Regions from separate parts of the Macaca mulatta genome. Here region 2 is linked to region 1. Evidence: chromatin contacts called from public Hi-C data. All regions are on one chromosome and are shown on one strand. Each heading gives the region's core, a stretch centred on a gene start, on an enhancer-like site or on the middle of the called end of the contact. The rest is flanking DNA. Distances are from core to core; before and after follow the strand shown.

Evidence for each region. Hi-C and Micro-C count contacts between places; a contact is called where the count stands out from the background.
Region 2: a contact with region 1 is called in a Hi-C map of liver, with 2.4 times the contacts expected there. The contact joins the promoter of TMEM134 here to the promoter of PITPNM1 in region 1. A contact is called at or near these places in 3 of 14 Hi-C or Micro-C datasets (CD4 T cells, fetal cortical plate and liver).

What each region holds. Positions count from the first base shown.
Region 1 is chr14:6,875,059-6,877,830 of T2T-MMU8v2.0, forward strand. It overlaps PITPNM1 (phosphatidylinositol transfer protein membrane associated 1), which reads left to right and starts at 1,339. Exons shown (of 25, transcript XM_077961983.1): 1 at 1,339-1,439. It overlaps CDK2AP2 (cyclin dependent kinase 2 associated protein 2), which reads left to right. Exons shown (of 4, transcript NM_001266586.1): 2 at 1-20; 3 at 115-247; 4 at 601-1,096. The coding sequence ends at 668.
Region 2 is chr14:6,911,904-6,914,675 of T2T-MMU8v2.0, forward strand. It overlaps TMEM134 (transmembrane protein 134), which reads left to right and starts at 1,404. Exons shown (of 7, transcript XR_003722456.2): 1 at 1,404-1,639; 2 at 2,561-2,625.

The sequences.
Region 1 (2,772 bases), core at 89-2,588:
CTTCCATGGGCTACGTGCAGGTGAGTGGGGCCAAAGGCTTGCTTATGGATGGGGACTGGAGTCCCCCTCCCCGCCAGGTGCCTGAGCTCACTGCCCTGTTCTCTTTTGACATAGGCGATGAAGCCACCCGGCGCCCAGGGCTCCCAGAGCACCTACACGGACCTGCTGTCAGTCATAGAGGAGATGGGCAAAGAGATCCGGCCCACATATGCTGGCAGCAAGAGCGCCATGGAGCGCCTGAAGAGAGGTAAGTGAGGCCAGGCCGCCCTGCTTAGGAAACCGACACTGGACTATCTTCCATTAGGGAAAGAAAGACATCCGGAGGCCACCTGAGCCAAGCCTAGAGGAGGGCCAGTATTACTACCCAGAGAGGTGTTTTGAATCGAATTGAAATTGCGTCCATTTCCAGGGAAGAGCCTGGGAATTTGTACTTCTACAGGGCAACCTTGAGGATTAACCAAACCTCTAATCTCATCTAGCCGTCATTAGTTTGGAATTTCTCTTGCTGAAAGGGGAAAGGGAGTGGGGAGGCAGGGGTCCTCCTCTGGAGGGCAGTGGGTGGGGCTGTGGAGGGTTGCTGAGACCCCACCCCACCACCAGGTATCATCCATGCTCGGGCCCTAGTCAGAGAGTGCCTGGCAGAGACAGAGCGGAACGCCCGCACGTAACAGGAAGCGCCCCGGCCTCAGCGTCTGGACCTTTCCCGGCCACTGCAGAGCACCCGCTTCTCCCTGGCCTTCATCCCGAGTTGCACTAACCATCCTGGGCTTCCTGTCCTGTGTCCCTTGGTGGGTCCCCTCCAGGAACCAAGGAGCGGCTCTCCAGGTGGCAGCACTAAGGACATCCCCCCACAACAAGAGTTAGCAGCGAGGTCCCCATGAGTCCCACCCATGACCTGCCAACAGTGTTGCCCACCGGAACTTTCTGTGGTCCCCACCGCTCAGCCCTTCCCAGCCCTTCTCCCACTTTGTCCCGAGCCTCCTTCTCCCCCAGCAGGGGCTCAGGCCTGGCACCTCACTGCCTTGTGTCCTGAGCCATAGTGACTCTTTTATCTGTGTGTCTTTTGCTAAATATGCCCTTTTTATATTAATAAAAGATGATTTGGAGTTGTGCTCTCAGCTCTGAGCCTTTCTGGGTCTGGTTCTTCAGCTAAACCTGGGTGGGCCAGGCAGAGAAAGGGGAAGAGGAGACTAGGAGTGGGGAGGGTGTGACTAAACAGGGTTTGACTTGCCTCTGTGGGCCATCAGCCTCAGGTGGGAACCGGGCCCTCTCCGCCCCAGCCGTGGCGCTGAGAGCCCTGGGCCTTCCTGTGGTGCCACCAGGGGGCAGCACAGGGCCTGGCTGCTTCCACAGCCCTTGGCGCTATGGGCAGCCTGGGCCTGGAGGGCGCTTCCTCTGGATTGGCGGTGATGCCTGGCAGCATGGAAATGCCAGTTCACGTAAGCCACTCCCTCAAACGCCCTAATGCCCTGACAACACCCCAGCCTCTGAATCAGCCCTGAAGGTCTCTGACTCCTCAGAGAGAACGGGCACTGCTGCTTCCAGCCCTTGGCCTCACAGTCAAGGGGAGGGGCTGGCCGGGTGCTGCTGTCACTACCCCAGCACCTTGTAGCAGGCTGGGTGGGATCCCATGAGCCCAGCCTTGCGGTGCCTCATGAGGCCTTTGCCCAGACTCCGGGTGGCTGGGTGACCAGACTTGTGGACCCGGAAGGCAGAGGTGGGGGAGGCTTTGTGGCCCCATGCAGGGACTAGCCCAGCCACTCAGAGTGACAACCCGCTTCTGCCTGGGCGTGTAGCTGGGTGACCATAGAGGCCTGGGGCCCTGGAGCCCAGCCCTAGGTGGAGGCACGTCAGAGCCGCCAGCTTCTGGCTAGACTGGTGGGGAGGCATTTCCTCTACCCTGGGTCCCAAATCTAAGGACTGGGTGAGAAGAGGAGAGTGGGCCTGGGACCTCCTTTATCAAACTCCACCTTGTCACTGTACACAGGAGGGCTGGGCTAGGGTGGAGATAGGAACTAAGAGTCTTTGGGGACCCCAGTCAGCACTGAGGGACTAAGAAGTGCCAGAATTTAGGCAATGGCCTCTTTCCCACTGCCCGGGGGAAGGAAGGCAGGGGCCTGCCTCCCCGCCTCCTCCGCTGCAGGCGGGGCTGCCCGGACCCCGCCGGGGTGGGGAGGGCCAGCCGGGCCCAGGAAAGGGGCGGGGCGGCCGCAGTGACGCGGCGGGCTGCGGGGAGGGACGGCAGGGGCGCCGGCGGGCGGATCGAGAGGAAGGTCGGGGCCATGGGCCGGCACTGCGCCTCGGGAGGGTCCGGCCACCGCTGGAACCCAAGGCCGGGGCTGGGGGCGCTCCGGGCTCCGACCCACGGGCCGGCCGGCCCTGCCCGGGCTGGGTGAGGGGCGCCCGCCTCAAGCTAGAGGTGAGCCGGGACGTCGGCAGGCGGGCCGAGAGCGCGGCAGGGGACCGGGACGCCGGCGAGCAGAGGGAAGTGGGGACAACGGGGCCTCTCGCTTGCTCGCGGGGTGCGAGTGGGGGATGGAGGGGTGCCTGCAGCGGAACCTCGGTGCCAGTCTGGGGCGCAGGTGGGCGGAGCGGGTCTCCAGGGCCAGGGCCCGTGGGATACCAAGTGGAGCCACTCTGGCCTCAGCCTGAGGAGGGCTCACCCCCCCAGAAGAGGACGGGGTGGCTGCCTAGGCGCGTGGAGAGCCAGCGAGGGCCGGGGGTCCAGGAAGGATGCTGGGAGGGGGAGGTCGAGGACCCGGCTGCCCTGCA
Region 2 (2,772 bases), core at 154-2,653, 37 kb after region 1:
CACTGTTTTATTCACCACTGTATCTATAGTACCCAAAACAGTGTTTGGCCCTGAGTAGATGTTTAATAAATACTTGTGGCAGAAATGAATGAGGGGTTTGCCAAAGTCCCAAATACTTCCAAGTGGTAGAATGGGGATTTGAACCCAGGTCCACCTAATTCACAGAGCACTTCTGCTTTCTGCTGTCTTCCACCCTCACCCTCACCAGTCCCCATGGGTTTTTTTTTTTTTTTTTGACGGAGTCTTGCTTTGTTGCCCAGGCTGGAGTGCAGTGGTATCTCCACTCACTGCAACCTCTGCCTCCAGGGTACAAGCAATTCTCCTGCCTCAGCCTCCCAAGTAGCTGGGATTACAGGCACAGGCCACCGTGCCCGGTTAATTTTTGTATTTTTAGTAGAGACTGGGTTTCACCCTGTTGGCCAGGCTGGTCTCGGACTCCTGACCTCAAGTGATCCACTCACCTCGGCCTCCCCAAGTGTGAGCCACATGCCCTGCCAAGAGTTCAGATTTTATTCTAAGTGCAATGGAAAACCAAGGGAATATTTTTTGTTTGTTTTGTTTTGTTTTGTTTGAGATGGAGTCTTGCTCTGTCGCCCAGGCTGGAGTGCAGTGGCTCAGTCTCGGCCCACTGCAACATCTGCCTCCTGGGTTCAAGCAATTCTTCTGCCTCAGCCTCCCAAGTAGCTGGGACTATAGGCATGCGCTACCACGCCCGGCTACTTTTTGTGTTTTTAGTAAAGACAGGGTTTCTTCGCCTGTTGGCCAGGCTGGTCTGGAACTCCTGACCTCAAGTGATCCACCCGCCTCGGCCTCCCAAAGTGCTGGGATTACAGGAGTAAGCCACCGAGCCCGGCCAGTAGCATAATTTTTTAAAAAGGTTTCATTTAAGAATAACACAGAGATAAAAAGATTCGTTTTAAAAGATCACTTCGGCTGCTGCGTGAAGACTGGACTGGAGAAGTGGAAGACACATAAGCTCTCTGAGCCTCGGTTTCCACATTTGCAAAAATGGGGAGAGTACCCCTGCGGTTCAGGGCTGTTGTGAGTAAGGTGGGGAAACAGTTTCCAGGAGTCTCCTTGGCACTCGAGGAACACGCTGCGGTGCAAAAGGCCCTGTCAGGGACCTGGAGGTTGGGGCGTGGAGCCCCCCCAAGGCCCCCACCTACAGGTCTGGGGGCTGTGTCAGAGCCCGGCATCGGCTGTCGCTCGCCATGGCGGCCACTGAGTGGCGTCACTGGCCAGGCACGCGCAGTCTTGAAGAGGCTCCCACCCATCAGCCCGCTCGGCGCTCGGCAGCTCTGGCCTGCTTAGGGCGAACGGGGGCGGTGCCGGCGTGTGGGGCGGAGCCGGCGTGTGGGGCGGAGCCAGGGCCGGAGGGGCGGGGCATGTGGGGGCGGGGCCGCGGCGACGCTGGGCGTGTGGGCGCAGATGGCGGCGGCGCACGGCGCCTGAGCGGGCCGGGGCCATGAGCGCCGCCCGGCCCCAGTTCAGCATTGATGATGCCTTCGAGCTGTCCCTGGAGGACGCGGGCCCTGGGCCCGAGGCCAGCGGGGTCGCGCGCTTTGGGCCGCTGCACTTCGAGCGTCGGGCCCGGTTCGAGGTGGCTGACGAGGACAAGCAGTCCCGGCTGCGCTACCAGGTGAACCGCCCGGCCCACCTCACCCCCTGTCCCCGGCCGGACGGGACCCCAGGCCGGGCCCCAAAGGCCTCAACTCGGGGGAGAATCTGCCTAGAGGCCCCAGCTGAAATGCGAGACCGCCCCCCCACCCCCGGACGTGACTCTTAATCCACAGCCCTGCCCAGGCCCTCCCAGTTCCGATACCGGGCCCCAGCCAGCCGGGAAGAGTCCACAGCCCAGGAGCTCATCCCTCAACTCCAGCTGGGGAACCCAGCCGATTCCCTACTTATCCTGGGTATCGCCCCTGGCCCCCGCTGGGTTGGGGGAGCTCCTCTGTATCTGAACCAGACCTTGCCCACACGCAGGAGCATCCCCTGTGCCCCAGGCCAGCTAAGCTGATGGGAACCCGCACGCCTTTCTCTATTCTGAAAGCCCTCACCCTAATTCCACCATCACCCCTAAGAGCTGGAGCCCCTCTGACATGACCAGTCCTTGCCCACCCTTTGGCTCCCACTAAACCAGAAATCAATCCCCATTTTCCCAGAAAACCTCCACCAACCCTAGGCTGCTTTTCTTGGAGACCTGGACCAGATCCCTGTACCTTGAACCTGGGAACCCTGGGCCTGGCCTTCCCTGGCACCCCAATTCCCAAGCTCCCATTCTAGGCCACTGAATGAGGGCTCCACCCTGACTCCCAAAGTTGGGAGCTCTCCTTTCCCTGGGACCCGTGCAGGCTCCTGCTCCCCAAAGCCCTGGCATCCACCCCCCTCCTACCTGGTTTCTGTGATTCACCAAACCCGTTCTGCAGGGAGGGCGGAGGGCCAGGTGAGCAGCTGCCAGGCGGCCAGGCAAATGGTTGTGTAGGCCTGCTTTCTCTCCCTGGGAAGGGATGAGGAAGGGCCCCAGCCTAGCAACCCTCCTGAGACCTGTGTTCTGCAACAGAACCTGGAGAACGATGAGGATGGAGCCCAGATCTCTCCGGAGCCGGATGGGGGAGTCAGCACCAGGTTAGGGCCAGGTGGGGACCCAACCCTGTACCCCAGCCCCAGCTCCTATCCCCAGGGACCCTGCTCAGTCGCCCACCCCACTTCACTCACTTCCATCCTGTCCTATTGATTCCTAGTCTGACCCTCACTTTCCTCACAGGGTCCCCT